Regions from separate parts of the Sus scrofa genome. Here region 2 is linked to region 1. A link is a contact called in public HiChIP or PLAC-seq data. All regions are on one chromosome and are shown on one strand. Each heading gives the region's core, a stretch centred on a gene start, on an enhancer-like site or on the middle of the called end of the contact. The rest is flanking DNA. Distances are from core to core; before and after follow the strand shown.

Evidence for each region. HiChIP or PLAC-seq counts read pairs in DNA pulled down with a chosen protein or histone mark.
Region 2: an H3K27ac HiChIP or PLAC-seq map of skeletal muscle shows a contact between it and region 1, with 5 times the contacts expected there. The contact joins two enhancer-like sites. A contact is called at or near these places in 3 of 47 Hi-C or Micro-C datasets (embryonic fibroblasts, heart right ventricle and retroperitoneal adipose tissue) and 2 of 2 datasets of contacts at active chromatin or transcription factors (alveolar macrophages and skeletal muscle).

Annotation. Positions count from the first base shown.
Region 1 is chr1:98,272,897-98,276,628 of Sscrofa11.1, reverse strand. All of the region lies in intron 6 of CTIF (CBP80/20-dependent translation initiation factor), which reads right to left. Among named protein-coding and RNA genes, the nearest start is that of TRNAD-GUC, 46 kb to the right of the region's middle. Within about 2 kb of position 2,013, at least 29 of the 83 cell types and tissues checked have an H3K27ac peak or open chromatin away from gene starts, as enhancers often do. A contact at or near this core is called in alveolar macrophages, retroperitoneal adipose tissue and skeletal muscle, where this site is marked.
Region 2 is chr1:98,431,285-98,435,016 of Sscrofa11.1, reverse strand. All of the region lies in intron 10 of CTIF (CBP80/20-dependent translation initiation factor), which reads right to left. Among named protein-coding and RNA genes, the nearest start is that of SMAD7, 110 kb to the left of the region's middle. Within about 2 kb of position 1,761, at least 37 of the 83 cell types and tissues checked have an H3K27ac peak or open chromatin away from gene starts, as enhancers often do. A contact at or near this core is called in alveolar macrophages, retroperitoneal adipose tissue and skeletal muscle, where this site is marked.

The sequences.
Region 1 (3,732 bases), core at 764-3,263:
AAACACACAGTGTCACTGGGGTCTCTGCTGACATGTCTAAATTTGATGGCCAGGTAATAAGCACCCTCAGGAATGCTAATCCACAGGGGCTCATCCAGGGCTGTTGGGGTCAACAGGTCATCCACCTGGAGCATGGCTAGTGACAGGAGCAGGCGCCAGAGTCTGGGGGGCTATGGTGTTCCTGACTCACTCAACCCTTTTGCAAATCCACATCCTCAGTTGTCAAATAAGGTTAGATTCTTTGTCCTCCATTTGAGCAAAATAATGGTAAAGAACAAATAAACAGGAGTTCTTGTCATGGCTCAGTGGTTAATGAGCCTGACTAGTGTCCATGAGGACACAGGTTTGATCAGCCTTGCTCAGAGGGTCAAGGATCCGGCATTGACATGAGCTGTGGTGTAGGTCACAGACGTGGCTTGGATCCCGCATTGCTGTGGCTGTGGCGTAGGCTGGCAGCTGCAGCTCTGATTCTACCACTAGCATGAGAACTTTCATATGCCGTGGGTGTGGCCCTAAAAAGACAAAAAAATAAAAATACAAAACAAATAAATTTAAAAAAAGAATAAACAACCAAATATGTTGTCAGCAAATAGAAAGCCATAGGTGATGTCAATTACTGGCAACATTATCAAGAAGTTACCAAGACAGACAACAGAACGGGTATAAACATGAAACTTGCCAAGAGACTAGAGCTTACTTGTTTCCAACACTAAAAGAAATACTAATTCTGTGACCTGGTAGAGGTGTTAGCTAACAGTACATTTCTACCACACTGCAATGTAAATGTATCAAGTCAATATCTCCTATTCATTAAACTTGCACAATGCTGTCAAACAGATCTCAATTTTTTTAAAAAGATAGGGAAAAAAATATTAAGGGCCAATTGGCCTACAAGTAGGTCCTCAGGCACTGGTTCTTAACTTGAGCATCCATCAGGAGAGCTTGTCAAAACACAGATTGCTGGCCCCACCCCTAGAGTTGCTTGGTCAGAAGCAGTGAAAGGGGGGAAGGCCGCTAAGGATTTGCATTTCTTTCTTTCTTTCTTTCTTTTTTAAGGGCTGCACACATGGCATATGGAGGTTCCCTGGCTAGGGGTCAAATTGTAGCTGTAGCCACTGGCCTACACCACAGCCACAGCAATGCCAGCTCTAAGCCATGTCTGTGACCTACATCACAGCTCATGGGAATGCTGGATCCTTAACCCACTGAGCAAGGCCAGGAATTGAACCTGCATCCTCATGGATGCTAGTCAGTTTCCACTGAGCCATGAGGAGCACTCCAGAATTTGCATTTCTAGCAAGTTCCTGTGTGATACTCATGCTACTGGTCTGAGGACCACACTTGGAGAACCAGTGTCCTAAGGGCTGCAAAGGAGAGTAGGATGTGGAGCGTGTGGTGTGGGGAGAGGTACATATGTGTGAGGAGAGACACACGGGCACCCAGTGAGGTGTAGGGCAGCCCATTTATAGGGATATATTAAGCACTGGAGGAGCCCAGGAGAAGCAAAAGGAAGTGAGTTATCAGGGAGGGCAGCGTAGAGAAGATGACTTTCAAGCAGTCTTTGAAGAATAGGTATGTGGCAGGGAGGCAAATGTGGCGGGGGCGGGGGGGGGGGGCTCAGCACTGGTGCTGCTGAATCAGGGAGCATTAACTAGTCAAAGGCAGGAAGTCCCAGGAGAGAAACCTAGGAAGCCATCAGGCACCGGGGCTGTAGGAAAGTCTGAGGTTTCCCCATAAGGCCTCGGGAATGAATCACTGAAGGATTTGTAAGCAGGGCAAGAGGACGTCTGGTAAAACCTTTACCTTTTGGGGTCTAAGTTCCCCTGTCTGTGTAATGGGGTGATGGCTAGAGGGTCTGGGCAGGCCTTTTCCAGCCCTGACAATCTGTGATTCCACGGGGGCAGGGGACAGGGCGTGCTGCCACCCAGCCTGTGGCGTCGCCCCGCTGGCAGTCCCTTGCAAAGCACAGGGACCCAGTGGCCACTCACACATGCTTCTTCCGTCTGCCCATCTGCTGCCTCCAGAACCCTGGCCAGCCTGGGAAGTGGAGGCAGACGACGGGGAGGTGTCACACACACTGCTCATCTCTCCCCGTCCCAGGCCCCCCCTCCCCCGCAGCCTGCAGAGCCAAGCGGCCTGGGACTGTGCCCCGGTTCACAATGGAAGGAAGAGGGTGTAGGAGGGAGGTCCCCGGGCTGACCCTGGTATTGTTCTTGGGCCAGAAGAAAGCTTCCTCCTGCCGGCCACTGCAAGGCTAGAAGCGACGCCGGCCAGCCAGTGAGAGTCAGCGCGTCCTGGGGGGGGCGGGGGGCGCCTGCCGTCGGGGTGGCCTGGGAGCCAGGGCCCATTCACAAACGCCTGCTCCAGAGCACGTAGCCCTGTCCGCCCCCGCCCCCGGGCCCCCCGGCGGCGGCGGCGGCTCCCAGTGAGAGGAGCTGGGGTAAACGAAAATAACTAGGCTTCTCCGCCTCCCAGCTCACGGCCGCCAGGAAGGAGAACGCGACCAGAAATGGCACCGTGGCTAATAAAGGAATAATGGATGCTTCACACCCTCAGCAACACCTTCCTCTTCCCCCAGCCTCCGCTGCTCCTGCCACCCGCCGCCAAGGACAGAGCAGGAAGGTGCTGGACCCGGGTGCAACCTTGTTGAATCAGGACCAGCCCAAGTCACCAGGACATCCCCAGACCAGCCAGGGGGGTCACTCTAGCCCTGGGAAGCTGATCTAGGAAGCGGCGGTGGGGCTGCAGGCCGGGTTTCAGGACTGTTGTGTCATTCGGGTGGGTGTGTGCAGGAGGGTGGATCTGCCTCTCTCTGAGCATCAGTAGCTAAGGCCTCGGAAGCCAGCTGAGGGCCTGCTCTTGGCACTGGGCACCTGGCACCTCTGCTGGCGTCCTTGTCCTGAATCCGAGCCCTTCTGGAGCAGAGCTGGGCAGCACAGCTCCTGCTGTCTGGGAAGTGTCCTGGGCCCCCCCAGAGGTCGTGAGGGAGGCCGACTTGAGTCTGGCCTCTCTTGGGCCTGCCTCTGCCCCACCCTGCCCCAACTGAGGATCAAGCCCTCTGTCATTCAGCGAAGGATTCTGGGTATGGCCTGGCCTGAAGCAAGTCATGGACCAGATGACCTCTCTACTGGGGGCAAGTCCTGTTTTAAAGGGACTCTGGCCGGTCCCCAACGAAGAAACAAAACTTCCTTCCTCGGCCACCGTGGGAAGATATGTACAATCATAGGAACTCCACATAGGTCCCAGAAAGCCGGCCTAAGGATTGCTCATTTGCCCTGGCTCCATAAACCTTCCTTCCCTCGTACATTTCTCTGTTCAAGAACATTCAGCTGAGTCCCTATTTGGTCCGCTCCCAAGGAAGGCCTCGAGCGCTTGCCCCAACTGGTCTCTCTGCTGTTGGGAAGGGCCCTCCGGAACTCCGGGACTCCTCCAATCATTTCTCCATGGCCTCCGTTTCTTCTGAACCGCTGCCCATCCACTCCTGCGATCCTTCATGCCACACCCTTTCCTTTTCTCTCTATAGGTCCACCTCCCTGGCCAAGACTCAAGGCCCAGGCTGTCGTCTGCCTCCTCCAGGAAGCACGAGCACATGGAGAGGCAAGAAACAACTGGAGAAGCTCAAAAGTGGCCTAGCACCAGCTCCTTCAAAGGCCCATGGAATCCCTGAGGTCCGGGGTGGGCTGGTTGGTCTAGGACGGTTTCACAAAGGGGGTGAAATCTGACAGCGGGGAG
Region 2 (3,732 bases), core at 512-3,011, 160 kb before region 1:
CTGGGACCCCGGCCAGCATAAGGAGAGGGCAGAGCGGGGAGGACAGCCCAGATTGTCATCTGCTCTTAGGGGGGCCTCCCCTGACCCCTGGCCCTTGGCTTCCCTCAACCTCCACCCACCTGAGGCCTGGACTTGACCTTGTGGGTTTTGGTGGGGGCAGGGGAGGGTGTGAGAAGCTTCTCTGGTGGAGGGAACTAGCTGCCTGCAAAGGCATTTTCCGCTCTCTAAAGTAAACAATCAAACAGGAAATTAATCGAGAAACCCACATCAACGGAAGGTTCAGGTTGTGATTTTCACAGCCCCAGAGCCAGGAAATTCAAAGTTATAGTTCCCATAGCAACTCGCCCATAGAATCGGGGGCCCCACAGCCACTGGGCTGGAATGAGACCTTGGAAGGTCAACTAGGCCAGCTCCTTGCCTCCAGGAAGTGCAGCTCTACAGCAAGTTTGAAGGCGCCAGGGTAGTATTGCTCTTCTCCCAGGGAGCCTGGGACAATGTCAGGACCTGCAAGGCCTGGGCTTTACTTTCAGTTCTCAGTGACGAGCCTTGTAAACCCTGCAATCAGCTGATAGCTCTGAGCTTCCGTTTTCTTTTTAATTTTTTTCAAAATTATAGTTGATTTACCATGTTGTCAGTTTCTGCTGTACAGCAAAGTGATGACCCAATCATATATATATATATATATATATATATATATATATATATATGAATTCTTTTTCTTATATTCCATCATGTTCTATCACAAGTGATTGGATATAGTTCCCTGCGCTATACAGCAGGACCTCACAGCTTATCCATGCTAAATGCAATAGTTTGCATCTACTAATTCCAAACTCCCCGTCCATCCTACTCCCTCCCGCATCCCCTCCATGTCCATGAGTCTGTTTCTGTTCAGCTTCACTTTTCCATATCCCCATAACCATTATTCCTGTATCCCTGTGTTCTATAAATTAGAAATAAGATTTATGCCTGCAAGACGCTCAAGTGAGGGGCTGAGTGAGGCATACTTATTCTTACATCTCCCAGCCCTTGTTCTACTTGGGCCCATAACCACCCCCATCTCTGGACCTTGTGATTGGCCTTGACGCCCCCCCCCCACCCCCGCCTCCATGCTGTGGTTATTTTTCCTCCAAGAAACCTCTCCATTGATTGACAGGGCCAAAAGCTTTCAGCCAGCCTCCAAGGTGGCTACATTTTTCAGATGTCCTTGTCTCTTCAACTTGCCCTTCCACCCCTCCTGGACCAAATATATAATAGTAGCTCAAGCTGCACTTACTGCTCCCCTGACTGATAACCAAGTGGCCTGAATGGAACCAGAGGTAAGCTCCCCCCACCCCACCCCCCGTTCAAGCCTGTGGGGGGTTGTACGTCTTGGGTGGGGTTTTCTTTTGTGTGCGACTAGTGAGGAGTCCCGCCTGGCAGGAAAGGAGATAAGGGCGTTGGAGCTCCACTGAGAAGGAAACAGTCTGGAATCCTTCCCCGAGAGTCACCCTGCCCTCCCACCCGAGATGACCACGAGAGCCGGCTGGCCTTATCGGCGAGGTTCTGCAGCCCAGGCCCAGGGACCCCTGGGATAACACAGGCCGAGGCAGGAGCGGGCACTCCCGGGCAATGGGCCTGTAGTAAAGGGTGCCCGGCCCGCCCGCCCACCCGCCCGCCAGCCTGGCTCTGGAGACGAGCCGTGAATTGAGCAAAGCAGTGGAAAGAGAAGTGGCGCCTGCTGGAAAGCAGACAGAGCGGCTCCTGGATTTCCTAACAGGCACAGCCGCGTGCCAGGGCCGATGGGCCAGCTCAGAGTGCCCGCCCGGCCTCGCTTGCGAAACAGCTCTTTCCTCCCCTGGGTGAGCTTTCCCGGGTGGCCGAGCTGCTGTCTTGCCACCCAAGTCCCTGCGTGAGGCCTCCCCCTCCTCCCCTCCCACCCTCCCTTGGGCTTAAACACCTCAGAGGACAGTGGGAAAGGTGGGATGCCTCCTGGGAGCACAAGACGTTTCCTTTCTAGAAGCCAGAAAAAGAAATTTAATCAGGAAGGAGTGACGAGAAGGCAGGTATGGACAGAGGGCTGATTTCTCTGCAGTCTCAGAGACCAGGAGGCGGGCATTGCCACAGACGGTGACCCACTGGCTTCAGAGGAAAGGCCTCCCTGTGTACAGAGTCGGGGGCCACTCTAGGCGGGGGTCCAGCCCTGCTCCCTGATGGGCACACAGTCATCTGAAGGCTGTGCCAACCCACCTTTTCTTTTTCTATTTTCTCTTTAGGGCCACACCTGCGGCATATGGAAGTTCCTGGGCTAGGGGTCGATTCAGAGCTGCAGCTGCCAGCCTACACCACAGCCACAGCAACGCTGGATCCTTAACCCACTGAGCGAGACCAGGGAGCGAACCTGCATCTCCCTGGATACTAGTCGGGTTCTTTTCCACTGAGCCACAACGGGAACTCCTCCAACTCATCTTTTCTTGCACCAGGGAAGAAGCTTCTCAGAAGGTTCTTCATGGTATGTCAAGTTAACCAAGGGTCCCTCCTACCAGTTCTAGACTTTTCAGGGAGTGTGAGTGGGGAAGGGTACAAGTAACCAGCAAGGGGCTATGCTGCCCCAAGCATGGATGCTGAAGGAGCCTTTGCTGACAGCTCTGAGCGTGATCACGAAGGATAAAAGCCTGCAGCAGCCCGGTTCCCATCTTCCTGGGGTGGGAGTGGTGGGTAGGGTCTGAAGCCACATCACAGAAGCTGGGCTGGAGGCTGCCCCTTGGGTGAGGGAGCTTAGCTGGTCCTGCGGTGTGTTTGGGTGCGCGGAAGTAACCAAGGACCAACTGGGCAGGGACAGCTGTGCCTGGGACAATTAAGCAGAGAAAAATAGGGCTGTGCTCAAGGCATAATTAGCATTTGTACTCGGAGCAGCAGCCACCCAAATGGAGGGGCAGACAGGCCTGGGCTGAGAACAGGGCCTGGGCTGCCTGGGGACAGCAGAAGTACTCGCTGCCAAGTCTAAGATTGGAGATAAGACTATTTAAGTGGCACCTGGAAGTGTGTTTGGTTTTAGATCCTTACCCTTACCAAAGTATACATTTTCATAATGGAGTGACTCTTTCTAAATTGAGCTGATCTCTTTGGGTGAGTGAGCCTGTGAGTCAATATTCTTTCCTTTCCTTTTCTTTCTCTTTCTTTCATTCTTTCTCTCTCTCTTCTTTCTCTCTCTTTCTTGCTTTCTCTCTCTCTCTTTCTTTCCCTCTCTTTCTTTCTCTCTCTCTCTCTCTTTCTTTTTTAAGGGCCACATGTACCACATATGGAGGTTCCCAGGCTAGGGGTCTAATCGGACCTGCAGCTGCCAGCCTTCACCACAGCCACAGCAACATCAGATCTGAGCCTCATCTGCCACCTACACTACAGCTAACGGCAATGCCGGATCCTTAACCCACTGAGCAAGGCCAGGGATGGAACCTGCATCCTCACAGACACTAGTCGGGTTCGTAACACTGAGCCACAACAGGAATTCCTCAACATTCTGTATTACCCATGCCTTCCTTCTGGGTCCTACTGACCAGGCTGTAGGGGATAAAGTGCTTACCTGGTCCTCAGGCACTTGGGGCCCGCTTCCCCCCCAGGGAATGCTTCATCCTCTCTCTCCCCTTTATAAACTTTATAGGCTCTAAACCTGTAAGGGGCGAGCTCTTTGGTTTTACTCAGTTCTGAGTGTCTGGTCTAGAATCTACCCAGACTAGTTTTTCCTCATGCAGA